Regions from separate parts of the Mus musculus genome. Here region 1 is linked to region 2. Evidence: chromatin contacts called from public HiChIP or PLAC-seq data. All regions are on one chromosome and are shown on one strand. Each heading gives the region's core, a stretch centred on a gene start, on an enhancer-like site or on the middle of the called end of the contact. The rest is flanking DNA. Distances are from core to core; before and after follow the strand shown. Region 1 overlaps Lrig2 (leucine-rich repeats and immunoglobulin-like domains 2). Region 2 overlaps Rsbn1 (rosbin, round spermatid basic protein 1).

Region 1 (6,685 bases), core at 2,645-5,144, 530 kb before region 2:
AGGAAGTCCTGCTCCTCGCCTCAATTGGACCAAGGATGATGGGCCACTCCTAGTAACAGAACGACACTTCTTTGCTGCAGCCAATCAGCTTCTCATCATTGTAGATGCTGGGCTAGAAGATGCTGGAAAATATACCTGCCTTATGTCTAACACTCTTGGGACAGAACGGGGACATATTTACTTAAATGTCATTTCATCCCCCAATTGTGACTCTTCTCAGAGTAGCATTGGGCATGAGGATGATGGTTGGACCACAGTTGGCATTGTCATCATTGTTGTGGTCTGCTGTGTCGTGGGCACATCTTTGATCTGGGTCATTGTCATTTACCACATGAGAAGGAAAAATGAAGACTACAGCATCACAAACACAGGTAAGTGGTACCCAGATGACACTTGGCATGTTCTTAAGAATGTAGGATTTAGTAAAACATAAAAAAAAGCTGGACTACTGTGATTGGTTACTTGGTAAGAAATGTTAGGAAGTGTTTCTGACAAAATATCTAGCTTCCTGGAGATAGTAGAACCTATTTGGGGAAATAGTCTTAAGAATTTGTGTATATGGTATATACTTACCCCTAAATTTACCTCCTAGAATTGTATTACAGGTATATTTTCTTGGTTGTTTGTTTGAGACAGAGTTTCTTTATGTATCCCTGACTGTCAGCACTTGTTCTGTAGATGAAGCTGGCCTTAAAGTCAGAGATCTACCTGCCTTTGCCTCCAAAGTGCTGAAATTGAAGGTGTGTGCCGTTATGCCCATGTTGTTCTTAAAAGGATCTCAGTAGTGCTGTCTCGAAAAACCAAAAAAAGATCTCAGTGTATATAACCTGGAACTCATAATCCGGCCCTTCTCCCTCTGCCTCTTTGTGCTGGGATTACAGGTTCAGTCAATCATGCCTCACTGGGTTGTGTTGTGTTGTGTTTTTGTTTTTTTGTACCTTCTTTTGAGCCTAAAGTTCATTTCTACCATAGTTTTGCTGTAGAGTCAAACCCTTATGAGTGAGTTGGTCTTTTGCCTCACTCATCCCGGGATCCACAAGAGAAGGAGTCCATTTAGAGAGATTGTGAAAATGTAGCTGTAGATAGGATTTTCATCTTTAGGGTTTTTTTTTTTTTCCCTTTGGTAACCCTTTTACCTTCAGCCCTTTGCCAGTGGTTCTGGGGACTGAACCCACAGCCTGTACATGTTAGGCAAGCACTTTACCACTGAGCTGTATTTGCAGACTAAGTAATAGTTCTAAAATGAAACTCTGAGAAGAACTTTAATAAAAAAAAGTTTCTAAGGGAAGTATGAAGAGCTGTTGGGGTCCCAAGTCCATACCATTTCCAGGCCAGTGTCAAAGTGGAACACACTATAAAATTGCCTTCTGTGTATTGACTTCAGCTGTCTGAGTTTGAGAGTTACAGATGTCTCTTTACAGAGGAGCTTAATTTGCCTGCAGACATTCCCAGCTATTTGTCTTCACAAGGAACATTGTCTGAACCACAGGAAGGCTACAGCAACTCTGAGGCAGGCAGCCATCAGCAACTTATGCCTCCTGCCAACGGGTACACACACAGAGGCACTGACGGTAGGCACTTTGCTGTTCGTAGTTACAATTTCAGCCTGTATTACTGGGTATAGTTCAGTGTATAGTTTCTCCATTAGCCTGGGCAATATTTTAGGATAAAACATTCATTCATTTAACTTTGTGCAAAATAGAATGAAAATTGTCTATAAAGTCTTAACCAGAGAAGGCTGTCTTACAGAAAGAAACACATTACCCTTAAACAGGGATGAAGGACAAAACTGAGGCTCCTGGGTCTCTCTCATGACCAGAAGAGATGGTCTAGAAACTCATTTCAAGCCTTTCTCATTCCTTTAGAGATGAGCATCCTTCAGATAACATCCAAAGGCATTTGGTTCTCCTGCTGACAGGTAGATACTTAGTAAAGTTTAAAGGGCAAAATGACTTTCAGACTGCAATGGCAAACTTAAAAGGGCTATAAAATGTCCCCTGATAGGGTGACTGGGACATTGTCTCTTCACACCCTCACTTCTATAGAAAGTGACAGGCACAGGAGAGAGGGTTTGACTAGGGATAGTTTGAACAGCTACCTCACTTAACTTCTTGTCTCATAAAAGTAACATGGGCTCTCAATTCATAGCAATGCCTGTTTTGCTTTTGTTTGCTCAAGCCACACACGTGTCTCAGAGGTCTAGGCCTGTCTTGGATCCCTTGGTTGAAATTTAGTCTCTCCAACTTAGACAGAGATTTAACGTTAGAATTCAAGAGTATAGGCTCTGAAGCCAGAGTGTTTAGTTTTATGTCTCAGCTCTTTCTCCTGCCATAACTTTACCTGTAAAGTGGAGATGAAAATAAAATCTTCTTCATAGGGGTGTTGTGAGGAGTGAGTGAGCTCATTCACAGACAGACCTTGGACTCTCACCTGGTTTGTAAAGAAGGTGTGCAGTAATTGTTAGAACTGTTGAAGAAAGTTGATTAGTCCCAAACTCTTCCTTATCAGAAAATCATCTGGGCCCTTCCTTGTTGTTACTAGGTGGCGCTGGTACCCGGGTGATCTGTTCAGATTGTTACGACAATGCCAACATCTACTCGAGGACCAGAGAGTACTGTCCATATACCTATATTGCTGAGGAGGATGTGTTAGATCAGGCACTCTCCAGCCTCATGGTCCAGATGCCCAAGGAGACGTTTTTGTCACATCCTCCCCAAGATGCTGCTAATCTGGAGAGTCTGATACCATCAGCAGAGAGAGAGCCGGCTGCCTTTCCCACCAACCATGAGAGGATGACTGAGAACCTTCCCTTCTCACAGAGGAGCAGTGGTAATGGGTGCTTTTGTTCTGTTTTGAGCTTTTGGTTTCAATTTCACCTGATCTGCCCTTCTGTTATATCAGTAGCATGGCATGTAACAGGAAACAAATTAGTATACTAGAATAATTGCCATTAACTAGTGTCAACTAGAGGTCTTTACATCTTCTCCCATCTTCATTTAAACAATAGAGGTTTGAAGTGCTAAAAATAGAGCATAAGAAACCCAAGCTGTTTTGTTTGGTTGCTCTACTGTCAAGCGAACACTCTGAGCATATCACCGAGTCGAGCTCTTTCTGGACTGTGATAGGAACTGTTCTCAAGCTGTTCATCAGCTGTCCCGTCCACTCAGAGGACAAACACTGGGGAATGGACAGGGCGAAAGTTACAGGGTCACAGAAGAAGGGAAGTATAGGGCTGTGCCCAGGGGTGGATCTGGCAGCATGAAACTGAGAATGTGCTCTGTAAGAGACCAGTTCTAAAGATTGTTCAAGAGGAATAGGTTAGAAAAGAGCACTGTCACTGAAGGTAGTCGCTCAGCTTTACATTCAGTGTCATGAAGAACTAAGGTACAATACGTCTTGTAACCTGTGGGATGTCTTCATTTTGAGTCTGGTTTTAAGTAAGGAGTCATCGTCACTTAAATGAAAATGCCTTGGTGCATTGTCCATTCTAAGCCTAGGATACTCTAATTAATTCTGCTCAGTGTGTGTAGGGTTTGTTAGCTTGACCTTAGAACTTGTTAGACGTGCAGCTGTGCTCCTACCCTAGACCTAGTGAATCTGAATCCACATATTAAGATCCAAGGATTATTTATATGCTTTGGTTTTTTGTTGTTGTTGACAGTGTCATGCTCAAATTCAACAGTAACCCCTACCTTAGCCTTCCAAGTGCTGAGATATCAGGCAAACGCTAGGATTATGGCCATGTGGCTTGTGGTTTATATTAAATTTTGGGTTTGTTTTATATGTGAGTTTTGTATGGATGCATGTGCTTGCAGGAGCATTCGTGTGCATGCAGACACATGCATGGGGAGACTGAAGGAGGAAGTCTAGCGTCATTCTCTATTGCTTTTCACCCTGTTTGTTGAGACAGAGTCATTTCCTAACCCTGAAGGCTGCTGTCTCAGCTGGACTGACTGGCTAGCAAGCTTCTGAGATTCTCTTGTCAGTGCTCCTCAGTGCTGGAGTTAGTGTCATACATGACTATGCCTGGCTTTATGTGAGTGTTGGGAATTAGAGCTCAGGTCTTCCTGCTTTCACAACAAGCCCTCTTATCTACTGAGCCATATCCTCAGCCCTCACATGCATATTAAATTTTAAGAAATCTTGCCCTAGCTTATATTCTAGGTGAATTATGCTTTCATTTGTGAGATTTTGTTTCCAGAATGTTAGACTAGCTTTTCCTAAAATATAGCTTCCCTACGTGTGTGCACACATGAGCCAGCCTGTATCATCTGCCTCTCTTCTCAATGCTTTGACTACACCTGAACCCAAATTCAATTCCCAGTACCTGGCTCACAACCATTTATAACTAAAGATCTAATGCCCTCTTCTGACCTCTAATAAGCACCAGGCATGTATAGTGCACAGACTGGCAAAACATTCATACAAATAAAATTAAAAAATTTAAAATGTATTTAAAGAAGTAAGAGTTCCATTGAGACAGTGAATATTACCTATGTATTGTAAAACTGTCATTGCAATATGTCTCTTTTAAAATTCCTTTTCCATGAGTCTAGAATTTTGTACTCTTATTTTTATCTTTGTTATGGTTTCTATTGCTGTGATGAGACACCATGACCAAAGCAACTTGGGGGTTTACTCTGCTTATAGTTTCATATAACATCAAAAGCAGTGAGAGCAAGAACTCAGGCAGGGCTGGAAGCTGGAGCCAGGAGCTGCTGCAGAGGCCGTGGAGGATGCTGCTTTCTGGCTTGCTCCTCATGGCTTGCTCAGCTTGCTTTTTTATAGGACCCAGGACCATCTGCCCAGGGATAGCCCATCTACAGTTCTCTGGGCCCCACCCTATTAATCACTAAAGAAAATGCCATACAGACTTGCTTATAGCCCAATCTTTTTTTTTTTTTAACTTTTTATTGGTTCTTTGTAAATTTCACATCCTGCATCCCAGTCCTGCTCTTCTCCCCATCCACTCATATCTGTCCTTTGCCCCTGCAACCTTCCCCTGAAAATAAAACACATCCCCACAAAACAAAAACAAAGCATAGAAAACATTTCATTGTGGAAGCTATAATAAGTATGTCACAGTGTGTCCCACGGTATATCTCTCTGTCCACACATCTTCACTTGCAAATGTTCATTGCAGCAAGTCAGTGGTCTGGTTTGAGATCTCTGTCTTCTGTGACACCATCAATATTCGATCCTCACTGGATCTCTTTCTGGGTATTGCCCTGTATCATGAAGATCCTGCAGCTTTGGCTCTGCAGGTCTGGCCCTTTCACATGCTTCAGTAATTCATAGATGGAGTTGATTTTGGGGTAGGCCAGCTCAAAGCCCTGGATCTGGGCCCAGGGGGTAGCTGAGTTGGTGAGCTTGCCAGCTCTCCTGCACCCACACCCCCAGGGCAAGCTGTCTGGCACTGCTCTAGCTAGGCCACCCAGTGATGCCATCAGCAGGAGGCAGGGTCTGCTCTCCTGTTCTCATGCCCTCAGGGCCAGCTCCACTGTGCTGTCCAGTCAAAGCATGGGCCCATGCTTCCAAAGTGCTGCAGTCTGTGAGGAACGGGGTCAGCTCTTGCACTTTCACACCCTCAAGGCAGGCTCACCTGTGCCAGCTTTCCTGTGCTCCTTGCCTGCTCACTCAAGTGCTGCAGCTGGTGAGAGGCAGTTACAGCCTAATATTATCAAGGCATTTTCTTAATTGAGATCCCTTCCAGTAATTCTAGCCTGTGTCAAGTTGACATAAAACTAGGCAGCACAATTGTTTGCAGAGAAAAGGTGCTAAAATGACAGGTGAAAAAGAACAGCATGACTTCGGAAATTAGCTTGTTAGGGTGGTTGATCATAAAGGCCTGGTAGTTTGTGGTTCTAGTTTTTATCTTGTTTTTAATGTTGGCATTGTGATCTTCGTGTCTTTATCAAGGATGCTGGGCATCTGAATTTCTTTGGAATATTGGATTAAAAGGATACCGGGAGCTGGAGAGATGGCTGAGGAAAGGGTAAAGGGAATTTGTTGCTTTCACAGAGAACCTGAGTTTCATTCCCACCAGCTACATGGCAGCTCACAACCATCTGTAACTCCAGTTCCATGAGATCCAGTGCCCTTTTCTGGCCTCTTCAGGCACCAGACAGACACACAAGCAATGCACAGACATACATGCAAACAAAACACCCACACATTTGGGGGGGAAGCATATCAGGCTTTAGGAAAATAATGTTGAAATTCCAGCTATCACTGATGATATTTCTTGTCTCACTCTCATTCTCAGAAATATTTCAGCGGCCTCTTTGGAACATGAACAGAGAACTGGGCCTACTTCCCTTCTCCCAGCAGCCTGTCCTTGAGTCACCAGAGCTGACAGAGAGGGATCCAAATTGCTCTTCACCTGTGACTTGCCGCAGGTTACATGACCATGCTTTTGATTTTAGTAGGACTCGGATCATTCAAGATGGTACTGAGGGCACATGAAGCCCGTTGAGGAGGAAGTCTGAGCAAAGACTCAAGTTAGTTATTTACTACCTCAGAATTGAGAAGAAAAGTCAGTATTTGTATTTCTCTTTGCTTCAAGTTACATCTGACCACATCAGCGTAGCTCTGGTGTTTGGGCTTACACCTGGCAAAGAGAAGGTAGTGGCTGACAGAAGTGTACCACAGAAATGTGTACCACGTTGAAAGTGCACAGCCCTGG
Region 2 (7,114 bases), core at 3,744-6,243:
AGTTAGAAGTACGCCAAAAGCCAGGCAGTGGTGGCACACACCTTTAATCCCAGCACTTGGGAGGCAGAGACAGGTGGATTTCTGAGTTCGAGGCCAGCCTGGTCTACAGAGTGAGTTCCAGGACAGCCAAGGCTATACAGAGAAACCCTGTCTTGAAAACCAAAAAAAAAAAAAGAAGTCCGCCAAAAGATCTCAAATACTACAGCACCACACTCAACCCTCCCCAGCTTTTCTATTAACCTTCCTTATCACCAACTCCAATTTTAAGTCATATCTTAAAACTGGCTCTCTTTCACTAAACCCAGTTAGCCTCCACTTAATAATTTCTTAAATCTTATTCTTTTCTCCAAAACTGTTATTAGTTTGAACACGGAACTTTTCTGACCTAGTTACTATAGTAACCTAATCAGTTTTCTTGTTTACAAACTTATTTTCTCCCATTTTTTCTCTACCTTACCATTTAATCTTTACAGGTATAATTTGTTGTTATCCCCCTACAAAAATGCCCATCACCTTAAAAAAAAGCGTTTTAGCATATCATTATAGTACTTTTCACACCCACAACTACCCACCCTCAGCCTTCTCTCTCCCTCTTCTCTCACTCAAGCCACTCTTAACAACCAGAGTGTCCCTTTGCATCACGAGCTATTCACAGCTCCCCAAATGTGGCCCACTCTCAAGACTGTATGCATATTTGCACAGGTTAAAATGCATCTGTTTAACAATGACCATACCAAGTGTGATGGTTTGCTCACCAGGGGGTGGCACTATTAGAAGGTGTAGCCCTGTTGGAGTAGGTGTATCACTGTGTAGGGGGAGCTTTAAGACCCTCATCCAGCAGCCTGGAAGTCAGTCTTCTGCTAGCAGCCTTGAGATGAAGATGTAGAACTCTCGGTTCCTCCTGTACCATGCCTGACTGGATGCCACCATGTTCCTGCTTTAGATGATACTGGACTGACCCTTTGAACTTGTAAGTCAACCCCAATTAAATGTTGTCCATTATAAGACTTGCCTTGGTCATGGTGTCTGTTCACAGCAGTAAAACCCTAACTAACACACCAAGTTAAGTACTGATCTGCTTTTAAGAGCCTCCTTAAGCATAACATGCTTTAAAATGCCATCTAATCACCAAATCCTCCTCCCTCAACAATAGGGTTTCCCTGTGTGCATCTCTATTCTTCTTAACCTGGGTTGTTTTTTTGTTTTGTTTTTTTTTTGTTTTGGTTTTTTGAGACAGGGTTTCTCTGTGTAGGCCTGGCAGTCCTAGAACTCACTCTGTAGACCAGGCTGGCCTCGAACTCAGAAATCCGCCTGCCTCTGCCTCCCGAGGGCTGGGATTAAAGTTAACCTGTTTTAGAACTGCCACTTTACTCACCTCTCTGCTAGGCTAAATTCATCAGTTAGTGCTTTTAAGAACTGAGTGTCTAGTAGCTGAAACCTATCTTGAAGTACAATCATGAACAATTATTATGGCTACATGTTTAAATTATGAAATAAAAATTTTAAAGCCTATAATTTTTAGCTTGACTTTATAGCTTGGCAGAAGAAGTTCCTAAGACTACAGAACACAGACTTCCAAAATGCCCAATGTGTTCACTTAATTCCCAGCATCTAAGCACATTTGTTTTAAAAATATGAAAAACAAAGCTCCTCCTACTTTACACTGAAATACAATCTTAGCTCCTCCTACTTTACACTGATATACAATCTTAGCTTCATAACCACAATGTTAGACAAACAGCACAGCAATCTCGTTCCCAGCAGTCGGTCGGTCACATTGAGTAGTCAGACGGCCTCCTCGATTCTCTCCTGAGCCTTCTACTTACTGACTGACTGACTGACTGACTGCATAACAAATGAACAGTGTCTTCAATGGACAGCAGAGAAAAACTGCTTACCTACCTCCTGGTTGTTTCAAATACAAGCCATAAACAAATGTGAACTAATGTGTTAGCTTCCATCTCCACATTCATCAAAGATTTTACAAATGCAAATGTCAAGGTTCAAGGGCTAATGAAAACCTAAGCTCCTGGAGCAGTCACAAGGCCCCGTCTTCAGTCCTCTTACATGGCTAAAGCAGCAAGATCTAATTCCATAATAATCTAACATATTCTTTATGGGTACTTACTTTATAAACAACAAAGTAAATCTCAAGGTAAGTTGTTGGTACAGTCATTTAAATATCAGCTCCATTTAAAAAAATTAATTGGAAGACAAAAATCAGCAGGGAATACCATTTTGAGATGTCTTATTTAGCAGGAGTATTGTCTGTTGACATACAAACTCAATCTATAGACTAAAGCGAAAGGTTAAAAAGTCACCTTTACAAAACCTTATCTCCCCCAAATTTCTGACTCGTTTCTTAGATACACTTGCTGATCTGTCAGAATAGAAAATTTATTTAATTTCTCTAATCTAAAAAAGTAAATCCCGCTCTCAGCAGTACCTTCATTAACTATAGACTAGATTAAAGCTGTTTTCTTGTCTCTTTTTCAGTATTTATCAAAGTAGGATTCTTTAATTTTCAAAGGGAAAAACTCCTTTAAAAAAGAAAAAGAAAGGAAAATCTACTACAAAAGTCAGTACTTTGGTACCTGATTGCAGTAACAAGGCCAAAATCCAAGACGAAGCCCTTTATTGCACATGGAGTTCCAACATCTTGGGCAGACTCATCTTGCGACCTCTCCAGATTAGCTGCTCCTGCTCTCTCTACTGCAGAGAGAACTTCAATTAGAGAGATTCTGAAGCCCGTAAATCTGAATTGGACACTCCCCTCATTGGAGGCAAGAATGGGAAGATGAACTAAAAAATCCAAGTTGGAGGAGGGTTCAGGTGAGCGCACACGGCTTGAACCCACTATAACAGAAGCAGCTGAGAGTCGGATTGCATAACGTTATTTACCTCAAAAAAAAATTTTTAAGGGAAAAGAATGACAGTAAATCACTATAAAACCTGAAAAAGCAGATTATATAAATCTTTAAAAAGTGAAACGGTCTCCACTGAACTTGACCCGCAGTATCTTCAGTATAAGCCTAGTGCTTCCCCTTTATACTTACAAGCTGAGAAAAGCAACCGAAGAAACAAAAACAAAAACGCTGAAAAACCCTCAGATCCATTATTGTTCTTTTTAATGCTCTACAATAATTCCATTGAAAGGAACACTTGGCTAAAAACTGGTTAGAAAGGAACGTTTCCCTGCTGACTTAAGCCTAACTGCCCAAGCAAGGCTTCAATCAGAAAATGTCTTTACCTACAACAGTGCACAGGCAGAAGGAGCAGAGGCAATGGCGGTCTCTCCAGTCACAAATCACACCAATGGGATGCATTTCTGGGATAGACTGCCAACAAGTTACAGAAAGAACTTAAGCAAAACCTGGTAAATAAATAAGCCAACACCTTCTGTTTTCTATTCTAGTATCAGAGTCTTCGCTAATGTTACCCTAAGGCTACAATGTCTAAATCATATACTCTACAATAGCCTGGATTCATTTGTAAGCTTTTTCCATAAACACATATGATGCATAAATCATTTCTTCAAGCAAGTAAAAGTTCCACACCAAAGATCTCACCAGTTAGAAATTACAATTTAAAGAAAAGACAGTTTGAAGTACTTTTATTATGAGGAATTTTTATAATGTGTGCAGGTGTGTTGTGCAATACAATGAAATTAATTCTGTTGAGAAACTGTATTTACTATCCAATTGAACAATAATTTTTACCTTACCTGAGTATGAAAATTTGAAATGGTGGTTGTTTCAATATCTTTCTTGCCCAAAATTTCCATTTTCACTGGAGTGTTGGGAAAATTAAAAGCAAAGTAGTCCAAGAAGTCTGGGAGATAAGCGGCCGCTCCATGCACTATTGCTAACGCATAGTACGCAGCGTTTTTCTCATTTTCACTGAATGTCAAAGCAAGAAACTCCTCAGAAAATCTCTCCATCTCCATTGGAGACAAAAATGAGAGTTCGTCCATGTATGCATGAAGGACAAGAGCACCCCCATTGGACTGGTGTTCTTCGTGAATAAAGTTGCTAAATTTAGTACCTGTTTTTAAGAAATTTCTGCGAATAGAATGTTCTTGGTGCGTTGTAAAAGGTGTCTGTACTCCCTGGGGCACCCGATATTCTTGCATGCCCAAATTTAATCTGCACAGCTGTTCATCCTTCAAATACCTGAAGGACTCCTTATTAACTCCTGAAGTGCTATTTAGCTGTCCTTGGGTGAGAATTTCTTTGCTGATGCGGGTCAGGCCAGCACAGACGGTTTGTACTTCCTTATTGTACATTTTAAGGCGTCTTCCTCTCATGTCTTCTCGATGTTTCTTTTTCTTTTTCTTCTTTATTTTCTTCAAGACAAAATCATCAGCTCTCTGGGTTTTACCATTTTCATCTGCTGTTTCTGGCCACAATAATTAAAAATAAGTTAGTTGCTAGGACCAGTGTCAATATACATGTGTCTTAAGGTATTTGATCTAAATTTAAAAACCTCTCCTTAATTTCTGAGAATGTTATTACATTTTTTATCATTAGAAATAAAAAAAATGAGACAAAAATCTTAAAATACAGTAATATTCTGGGTCAAAGATTATACTAAAAAACAAAAACAAAAAACCTGGTAGTGAGTTATTGGTGGAAATATAGCTAAATGGTATGTAACACTTCTTAATATGTGCAAGACCATGGACAACACACACACACACACACACACACAGGATATATTTCATATGACTTGTAATAAAGATAAAACATGGAAATTACTGTGTGCTACACCATATGAAGTATTTAGTTACATAAAATCTAAATTGATGTTCGTTGTTTCACATTTTCCTGTCAGTCTATTAATTATTATAGTACACACAGTTGAGCCAAAGACAAAATAAGCCATAAAACAATAGTTTGCCCATCAAATGAGCTTATAAACAATGTGGCCTTGCAGCGTCAGGGTGGAGGAAGAGGCAACTTGGCTATAGGACACAGAGACTGCTGACACAGGTGGCCACTCCCACTGACTGCGCGGCTCGGGCTCTCTTTCCTTCCACCTCACTGCCTATGCTCCACAAGGGTGCTTGTTCTTCTCAACCTTTTTCTCCCTTTCTGTCTTGCTACATTTTTGTCAGCCCTTTTTCCTGCTGTGTCTCTTAAAAGTGATCATTACTTTTCTTCAGGAAAGACCGAGACTTTACAATAATATCCTTTTGGGCCTGGCGTGGTAGCACACAATTGTACTTCAAGTGTCTGGGAGACTGACAAAAGATGAAGAACTGGAAGTTAGTCTGGGTTCTAAAGCAAGACTCTCAAAAAAGGACCTGAAATAGAAGCCCTTTTCCTCTTCTCATGGGAAAAAGCAAAAGCCAGGCAACACAAACAGCAAGACAACACAGAGGCAAAGCCCAGCACACACACAGATAATAAAGCACATTTTCAGAGCACTCTCCACACAGCATTTCACCTCACTCTGAGGAAGTCAATCTCTACACTGTTTTACGGAGGAGCAAAACAAAAAATAGAGTGCTTACTGAAACACTTGTCAAAGATTGCAGATAGATAACTAGAAAATCTTTAGACCCCAAAATCTTAATCTTTATTTAAAAAAATAAATAAGATGTTCACAAGTGACAATTGGGTGATATGTACCACAAGCCTTAAATATATGTTTATAAACTCCAGATCCAGAAAAAACAATTCTAAGTCAAAGTTATCTGAGAAATGACTGGAAGATCTACAAAGATAGCCATGACAGTATCTTTTAAAAGAACAAAAGAAAAATCCTCTAACCTGACTAATATGATGATTAAAAAATTCTGATAGCTACATACTACATACACACATTGCTAAGCCATTATAAGTAATGGAGTAGAGAAATTGACATAAAAATCATGTTATAAAAAAATGCTCATACTGTTACTCTCCTAGAAACCCTGCACTGATAGCTAATCTAAAGCTGGGAAAAATCTGCTTTATCTATGTATGTGCTGTATACATAAAATACAGAAAAATATTTGGAGGCAAGTATGCTAGCTAAGGTATTACTGGAGTTATCAATGGTAACAGGATTATAAATGTCTATCTCCTCTATCTATATTTTCCAATTTTCTATAATAAACAAATTAAAATTATAATTTCAAAACTGACTCGAGTTTTAAATAGTTGCATGAATTGACAACCCCAGGATAGAAAAACATCCTTCATTTAGTAGTAAGGAAATCGACCTGTCTTTTAAAAAAAAAAAAATTGAGATTAAATAACAATTACAGTCCTAACCTTCAAACTTAACCTAGCATATTATATTGAATTTATCTACCAAGCAATAGTATTTCCAAAATAAGTAATTCAGTTAACATAAATACCCAGTTATAAAGAACTTATATATATATATATATGGCATAATACATTAATCCTAGCACTTGGGAGGCAAAGGCAGGCAAATTTCTGAGTTTGAGGCCAGCCTGGTCTACAGAGTGAGTTCCAGGACAGCTAGGGCTACACAGAGAAACCCTATCTCAAACAAACAAACAAACAAACAAACAAAAACCTAATTAGTATAAAGATTTTATATAAAACCATTTCAAATGACCATATACTACAACAATTACAAAATCTAAATAAAATAGTTTAATACACAAATCTTTTTAGTGTTTAATAAAACTTGCTTTAAAACAATAACAACAAACCAGACATGGAGGTTCCCTCTTGTGATCTCTGCACTAAGAGACATGGGCAGAAGGAGTCAGATTGAGAAATGGCCTCAATAAAAAAGGGGGTGTGGGGGGCACAATAAAAAGAGACTTCATTTACAAACATCATTTACAATGTAACTATATAACATACATAAAATCAGATTGTTTATGCTGGCAACTAAAAATATAGCCAATTTTTACTCCATATAAAACTATTATCATAATTAATAAAACATTCAAGTCATTTATATTTTTTACCAAGTAAAACTAATCCAAATACTTTTCCTAATAGCAAATCAATAATTTAGGCAATTTTTCTAAGGAACAAATGTCATTCAATATAAAGGTTAAACCAACTCAAAAATATTCATCTAATTACCCCTCCTACCTTTAGTAATTTCATGAGAGGTGGAGAATATCTCTGAAAATATCAGGTTT

The links. HiChIP or PLAC-seq counts read pairs in DNA pulled down with a chosen protein or histone mark.
Region 1: an H3K4me3 HiChIP or PLAC-seq map of bone marrow-derived macrophages shows a contact between it and region 2, with 8 times the contacts expected there. The contact joins two enhancer-like sites. A contact is called at or near these places in 4 of 39 promoter capture datasets (cranial neural crest, liver, pre-B cells and 1 more), 1 of 484 Hi-C or Micro-C datasets (bone marrow-derived macrophages) and 13 of 115 datasets of contacts at active chromatin or transcription factors (the NIH/3T3 cell line, bone marrow-derived macrophages, embryonic basal ganglia and 8 more).

What each region holds. Positions count from the first base shown.
Region 1 is chr3:104,457,545-104,464,229 of GRCm38.p6, reverse strand. It overlaps Lrig2 (leucine-rich repeats and immunoglobulin-like domains 2), which reads left to right. Exons shown (of 18, transcript NM_001025067.2): 15 at 1-371; 16 at 1,422-1,571; 17 at 2,542-2,829; 18 at 6,266-6,685. The coding sequence ends at 6,465. Among named protein-coding and RNA genes, the nearest start is that of Lrig2, 51 kb to the left of the region's middle. Within about 2 kb of position 3,894, at least 17 of the 459 cell types and tissues checked have an H3K27ac peak or open chromatin away from gene starts, as enhancers often do. A contact at or near this core is called in bone marrow-derived macrophages and microglia, where this site is marked.
Region 2 is chr3:103,925,635-103,932,748 of GRCm38.p6, reverse strand. Rsbn1 (rosbin, round spermatid basic protein 1) reads right to left here. Exons shown (of 8, transcript NM_001356556.1): 2 at 3,725-4,398. Among named protein-coding and RNA genes, the nearest start is that of Rsbn1, 15 kb to the right of the region's middle. Within about 2 kb of position 4,993, at least 76 of the 459 cell types and tissues checked have an H3K27ac peak or open chromatin away from gene starts, as enhancers often do. A contact at or near this core is called in bone marrow-derived macrophages and microglia, where this site is marked.